Linked DNA regions of Mus musculus: region 2 is linked to region 1. A link is a contact called in public Hi-C data. All regions are on one chromosome and are shown on one strand. The core of a region is the stretch at or near the end of the contact, and the rest is flanking DNA. Distances in the headings are between cores, read along the strand shown. Region 1 has its middle 200 kb from the start of Gm34052. Region 2 has its middle 20 kb from the start of Gm38996.

Region 1 (3,803 bases), core at 78-2,577:
CTACTGATGCAATAAAGCCAGAAACATTCAAGATCATTCAAATGACTAAAATTTCATCCACTGTACTTACATTCTTTGAGGGTAGTGGCTCTCAACCTTTCTAATGCCGAGACCCATTAATACCTCAAGTTGTGCTACCTCCAAACCACAAAATTATTTTCATTGCTACTTCAAAATTGTAATTTTGCTATTGTTATGAATTGTAATATAAATATCTGATATGCAAGACATCTAATATGTGACCCCTGTGAAAAGGTCACTTGACTTCCAAGAAGGGTCATGGCCCACAGACTGAGAACCACTGTTTTAGAGGGTTTACATGCACACACGCACATGTGTGTGTGTGTTAGAAAAACTTGCACCGTGAGATTGGTAATAAAGCATCGAAACAGGATTTTATATCTATTAAAAATCAGCAACATCAACAGATAACATTTTGGAATATCATTAGACAGATGGTGGGAAGTACATAAGAGTCTGAAGTAGTAGATATCAATCAACCCAGGCAGGCCAGTCTGAGCTACAGATCAAGACTTTGTCTCAGACACAAGGCAAACAAAAGCAGATCAAAACTAACAACAAATGAACAAAAAATAGAAATGCTGGTATAGACTACTTGCTTAATAAACTGTATGACTTGGTTTTGATGCCCAGTATAGAAAGAAAAGTTGGATATAATTGTGAGTATGAATTTTATTTTGATACTCAGAACCAAGTTTTATTAGAACTTAAACACATTTCCTACTTAATATTTAAGGAAGTGTCTTTTTCATGGTAAAGTCATTATATAAGTAATCAGAAGTATAATAAAAATGTGCATGTGAGTGAAAGAGCTTGTGATATAACCAACATGGCTCTGTAGTTAAAAGTAGCCAAACCTAACACTCTGAGTTTAATCCCTGGTACCCACCTGGTGGGAGGAGAGCAATATCTCCCAAAAGGTTTCCTCTGAATTGCCTAAACATGCTTGGCACACGTGTAAACCCCCTCCCCAAATAAATAAATAAATAAATAAATAAATAAATGTAATAATACATTTGTAAAAGAGTATGTGCTCTATTATAAAAATGGTTTCATGTACTCCACAGTGATTATGTGTTCTCTAATCATAAGGAACCAACAGGAGGAGACCAGATATATAGACATATTTCCCTGGCACAAACAGGATATAAACAGGATATCAGGAAATGGGTCAAACATCCCAGATAGTAACAGAATGAAGGACATGGGACAAAAACCGTGTAGTCATCTGTTCAGATCCAAGTGGCAAGGGATATGCTCATGTAGGAGGAATGCACAGCAGGAGTGACACACAGGACATGCAGACATCAGATGACAGAAGAGACAAAGCTGCAGATGGGTCAGAGCTCTGGAATTTGGCTGAGGCCTGAGGGCATGGTTGTTTAATTTCCGAGTGTGCCAAATTCTTCACCATTTCTGCTCTTCCACTTTTATGTATTTGAAAATCAGGGCTTTCAGAACCATGTTTTAGTATTGCTTGGAAAGAGGAAGAGAAGGAGGAGGAGGAGGGGGAGGAAGAAGAAGAGGAGGAGGAGGAAGATGAGGAGACGATATTATAATAATCATTATTATTGTTTTAATAGATGATGCCTCAGAAACATCTGACAGACACACTCAAAATATAATTCTTAGCTCATGCTAAAGTGGGGTAGATCATGTTCAGCTTTCAACCAATAAGCTTGAGTCTAGAATCTTCTCTTTCCCCCAACTATGACTCCTGACAAAAGTATATTTGATTTGAGAAAATAATTCACTACACTCCGTTTCCAGGGCGAGTATGGTGGGTGGTGTCTATTCAGGGAAGTTCTAGATGCTTATCTCTCTGCCTGGCTGCCTCAGAGATGTGATCAGTACACTGGTTTTAATGATTCTAGTAAATGAAATATTGATGTTTTTAGAACAGGAGCCTGTGACACTAAGCAAATGTGCCTCTCTAAAGAAACTGTCTAGATATGCTTAAGTCATTTTGAATTAACTAAGTCACTAGCCCTTTTCCAATTAGCAGTAGCTATTTTCCCGTACAGATAAAAACTAAATATTTTATTGGTCGTTACAAAAAAAAAATCCCATGTTTTAAGTAGGAAACAGATTTGTGTTTCTTTCTCCACAAATGTGATATCCATCAGATACTGGGTCGTGAGGATAAATTAGACCATCACTTGGCAGGGGAAGCACACATTACAGCTAATGGGCTGCAGATAAGCCCTCTCCAAGTCCCAGGAAAAACTGCGTCAAAGTCTGTTGTGGAACTGGAGGCAGTTCTGTGAGATTCAGCGTCTCAGTAGTAGACTGAGACTGACTTTACAGAAAAGCATTTAAGCTCTTCAGGACGTTAGCCTCTCATAGTGTAAGGTGCCAAGATAACTTCAGACCATTCTAAGACCAAGGGGCTTTGCTTGCTAGCTCATAGTTTGTCCCGTTTTTATTTTACTTTATTATTTTTTCAAGTTTTTATTTTCTTTATTAATTTCATGGTCTGGTGAGATACTCAGCTAAGAAAGTCTACGATTGATGTCTGCCATTTAACTGAGCAACAAAACCGCAGAGCTGGCAGCCAATAAGTGGGTTAGTGAAACGGACAGACAGCTCTCAAAAGAAGAAACACAAATAGCCAAGAAATGCTTTTTAATATGTCCAACAATCTTAGCTATCATTGATGCTCTGAGAAAGGAAACTTGTCCACTACTGGGGGAGTAGACGGCACTGAAAAGCTTTAAAGCTATACACACCTACATTTCACAGTGAAGTTAAATCAGAAATTAGTAATTAAAAGGTATCTATACTTGAGTAATTAAAGGCTAAACTACTTATGTTTAGTAAACAAGGAAGAAAAGACAAAAGTAGAACTAGAAAATATTTACAAATATTTGAAAATGTTTGAACATAAGGAAAACGCCATAATCCTGGGTCATAAAGCCATAAAGCTGGCCACCAGTTAAAGGCCTGCTTGAGCTACATAGTGAGTTCCAGGCAAGCCGGGACTACAAAGTTAGACGGGGTCTCAAAAACATAATAATCACGGAAATTTAAAAATAAAGAAAACTTAGCATAGAACAGTGGATGGACTCACACCCAGGAGCATATGGGTAGCACAAATTGATGCTGATGGGCTTTTAAATATGGAGGGAAGGGAGGATGGAGAGAAAGAGACAGAGAGACAGAGACAGGCAGAGACAGAGAGCAGTTGAGTGGTCGAGGAGCTGAGAATAGATCTGGGAAAAGTCTGGGATACTGCTCTAAGAACTATTGCTTGGAGTGTGAATATGATCTAAATACACTGTATAAAATTCTCATAATTAATAAAAATCGATAATAAAAAAGAAAATATAAATAAAAAACATTTTAAATTATGTTAAAATTTCCTTAAGAATACCACCAAATGATACGAGACATCAGAAAATTACACATTTAAAAAAAAAAAAACCTAAACTAAACAATTACACTCAGAACTACCAACAATTGTTTAGAGAAATGAAAGAGCTGATTAAATAATTGAAGAAGTCTGAATGAGATACTCCAATGCTTTAAAATACAAGTGTCTTCTGGTTGTATTTCAATGCAATGCAAATAAAACACAATAAAACTTCTTGGTCATGTTTCCTAAATGGTTCTGAGCTGTGAACTGCATATATACCCAAGCTCTAGGTAAGTAAGGGAGGGAGGACTGCTGTGTGGTGAAGGCTAGGAGAGGGCTTCTGTTGCTGTGAGATTTCAACAGATATTTTAATGCATGAGCAGTCAGTAGAATGTAGTTCTGGTGTATGGCTAGCCTATAGATCAAT
Region 2 (3,518 bases), core at 990-3,489, 210 kb after region 1:
CCCAGCTCTCACTCAGATATCTTAGACTATTCAACATCTGTCAAAGTTGGACTGGACTTGATAGCTTTAGATCAAGGATGGACAAGTGAATAGGTCAAGATGGGTGCTTCTCTCAGGCTTTCTCTTGACAAAATCCATCTTCTAATTTCAGGTAACGCTATGCCCTCAATCCCCCATTATCCCCTATGGCTACAGCACAGAATCCCTCAATCAAGGCAATGGGAGATGAATTTGTTCCTCACACTTATTGTCTTTTGAGTGTTCACTTCAATTAATCCAGTGCAGTTCTCATTCAGCGACATTGCCCAGGGGATGGGTAGGTATCACCTCTGTGTGGAAAAAGCTGCAGTCTCTTTGAGGAGCAAGAACATGACTGGAGAGAGAGAGAACAAGTCAGCAAGAGCCGGCCAGGGACCTCCTGCTTTATTCCTAGATCAAATGTACAGCTGAGGGCAAGGAAGAATAGATCTGAGTGAGGCTGTACTGTTGAGCACACTTCCATCCTACCGGCCTTACGACTTTTCTGCCTGTGCCCATGACTAGATACCAACATGTGGAACCTAGAGTCAGTCTTGTGTACATTGCCATGACATGGCTTTGAGTTCCTACAAGTCCATGAGAGAAGACTTGCAATCTAACTGTGTCAAAATGCATCTGCACGGTTGGAAAAACAACAAAACAAAGGAGGAAAGGAATGGAGAAAATGAAAGGGAGGAAGGGAGGGGAGGGAGGGAGAGGGAGAGAGGCTGGCAAGTGGTTAAGAGCGCTCCTTTCTCTTTCAGAGGACCCAGCCTCAATCCTTAGAACCCACATAGCATTTACGACCTTCTGTAATGCCAGTTTGGACCTCATTTTGCCTCAATGGGTAATGCACACACATGGTACAGATACATACAGACAGACAAAATACTCATCCATATAAACAAAATAAATATATATCTTTACAAGGTGCATCTGGTCATCTTGGAAAGTCCGTGCTATTTGGGATAAGGTTCCAGCGGAGACGTGCTAGCTTAGGCACAGGACTGATGCTCAGTAGCCATCTAAGCAAACGCATCCAGGAGGGATCTAATGGGGAAAGTGTAACTAATGAAATTAAATTTGAGGAAGAAAGATGAGCTCTGCTAATGATTAATGTTCAGCTTAATAGATCAGTGGGATACGCTGGGTAGAGAAGCTGCCCAGAGGGTTCTGGTCCAGTGCCCACGCAGAGGAAGAACAAAGGGGGAACACTCGCGCTCGCACCCCCTCCGGCCGCAGCTGTTCTCTGGGGAAATACAGTTATTAATTGCTCTGAAATGTCAGCAGCTTCACTTCAAAGTAGCTGCTCCCTCGAAGATGACTTTTAATGGGAATGTTTTCTCTTCCATGTGAAACTGTACTTGGGGGAGAGGGGACAGCAGTACCTAGCACCTTTCCTGTGTACCTACTTTTTACCATGAAGACGTCAGCCCCACTCAACAGTTGTGACAGAGATGCTATAGTTCCTAGCCATGCTTTCAAGTACGTTGGACACCCATGGAGGCATAGACAAGCTTGGAGAATCCCAGTTCTGGGGAACGGACAGATGAGAGGGTAGAACCCGGAAGTTCTTAGCAGCAGTAATACCTGTAGGCCAAAGGAGCAGGAATCCACATGGTCATCTGGCAGGAACTGGCTCCAGGTTCAGAGCATTGAAGTGGGGCTGGCTGTGTGTGGCTGCTCTTAACTTTCCAAGCACATTTGCTCACCAGGAAGGGGCCACTCTCCCGAGGACATATAGCCCCCCTCCCTCCATTCCTTTCATGAAGCACCAGGGCCTGTATCGACTTACATGTTTAGGCTGCAGGCCTGAACAAGCTGTCTGGAAGTGGACAGCTGGTAGAGAACTGGGAGCAAGCCGGCCCAACGGCTTGGCAGTGGGGAGGGGGCTTCTCCCCCAGGGGGGACATCTACATTACAGCCAAATAATCCCAGTATTTTTTACTTTGTCCTATTTAACTCTGCAGTCTTTAAAATAATGTAATCTCTAGGACTCAGTAACTTCCCCCAAATCCTATTGACCTGTGAGTCGGATAAGAATTGATCTCATTTGTGTCTGAATGAGTGAATGTTGTCTGTGCAGGCACAGACTTCAGGGCCAGGCTGGAATCCAGCAACATAAAAGCAGAGGCCTGTGTCTTGTGGTTACAGATTGGCACGAAAGCTATCGAGCTGGCCATTCTCATAGTCTGTAAGGGCTCTGGGGGACGAGGGAGCAGATGCCACAAGTCTGCCTCAGTATTTGTTGTCCAAGAACCTCGTGACCTTGCTGGAGTGTGTCTGATCAGCCTTTCCCCTGTGACTAAATATTTGGTCATGGCAGCAAGAGAGAATTTCATCAGTGGACAGCTCTATTGCTAAGGTTCAGGTTTTTGTTTTCTCTCCCATGAGGGAGCCACTCTGGCAGCTCTCAGCATCTCTCCCTGACAGCCACCCTTACATAATATTAAACAGGTGTTGGACTCTTCCTGCAAGGCAGGAGATGCAATGTAAAGGACCTGAGTGAGGCTTTGCTCCTTACGTTCTAGGCTTCTAGGCTGTTTCTGTATTCCTGGGGTCTCTTCGCCAAGCTAAAGTGATACTTAGATGCTTCCCATGGAAGAGGTGTGTGTGTGTGTGTGTGTGTGTGTGTGTGTGTGTGTGTGTGTGCTGATTATGTACTGGTCTCACATCGCACCCAACACACACTCCTTCTACTTGGTGAGCCAATTCATTCATTCAGATTCTCTTCTTTACATTTCTTCTTTCCTTCCCTCCCTCCCTTTCCCCCTTACTCCCACCCTTCCCTTCTTGATCTCTTAAAGAAATGCAAGAATGGAATATTGGCTAAATGAGAGGTAGAGACTGGAACACTGGCCCAGAACATCTCTCCTGTAGAGGGACCATGGGCTCAAGGATGAGCAGAAAACAGACCCAACATGAAGAGTTTTATATTCATCTAAAAAAAACCAGTATGCCTCTGGACAGTCAATTCCACAGAAGCCTTGGGGAAGGGAGCTTGTTTGTTTAGTTGGTTTGGTTTGTTTCTGTTGTTGTTGTTGTTAATATGATTTCATAAAGTAGTCCAGGCTGAACCTGAACTAAAAATTCTCAGACCTCTACCTCTTAAATAAAATGAGTGCAGATCTGTGGTATCACACATAACTCACAGAATACATTTATCCAAGACTTTTCCATAAAAGCCAACAGGAAGGCTACCTTTGATATATTTTTTATTCCAAATTTAATCAATGGCTTTGACATCTATCCTAATGGGCACATGTGACTTTTAAAAGATTCAGACTTCCTGGATTAAAATCTACCATCTTGGAGAGAGGGCTCAGTAGTTAACAACATTGGATGCTCACAACCTGCAACTCCCATCCCAGAGAATCGGACACGTTTTTCTGACCTCCATTGTACTGGATGCATGTGATTTACAGATATTTATGTAGGCAAAACATCCATCCACATGAAATTTAAAACTGCAATCTAACATATCTCATCTTTAAATAATC

What was found. Hi-C and Micro-C count contacts between places; a contact is called where the count stands out from the background.
Region 2: a Hi-C map of muscle stem cells shows a contact between it and region 1, with 2.6 times the contacts expected there. The contact joins two enhancer-like sites. A contact is called at or near these places in 1 of 15 datasets of contacts at CTCF or cohesin (stem cell-derived epiblast-like cells), 33 of 484 Hi-C or Micro-C datasets (the 3T3-L1 cell line, Sertoli cells, adipose-derived mesenchymal stem cells and 18 more) and 2 of 115 datasets of contacts at active chromatin or transcription factors (fibro-adipogenic progenitors and heart atrium).

The regions. Positions count from the first base shown.
Region 1 is chr7:40,063,509-40,067,311 of GRCm38.p6, forward strand. No RefSeq gene overlaps it. Among named protein-coding and RNA genes, the nearest start is that of Gm34052, 200 kb to the left of the region's middle. Within about 2 kb of position 1,328, at least 23 of the 459 cell types and tissues checked have an H3K27ac peak or open chromatin away from gene starts, as enhancers often do. A contact at or near this core is called in adipose-derived mesenchymal stem cells and muscle stem cells, where this site is marked.
Region 2 is chr7:40,274,067-40,277,584 of GRCm38.p6, forward strand. No RefSeq gene overlaps it. Among named protein-coding and RNA genes, the nearest start is that of Gm38996, 20 kb to the right of the region's middle. Within about 2 kb of position 2,240, at least 14 of the 459 cell types and tissues checked have an H3K27ac peak or open chromatin away from gene starts, as enhancers often do. A contact at or near this core is called in adipose-derived mesenchymal stem cells and muscle stem cells, where this site is marked.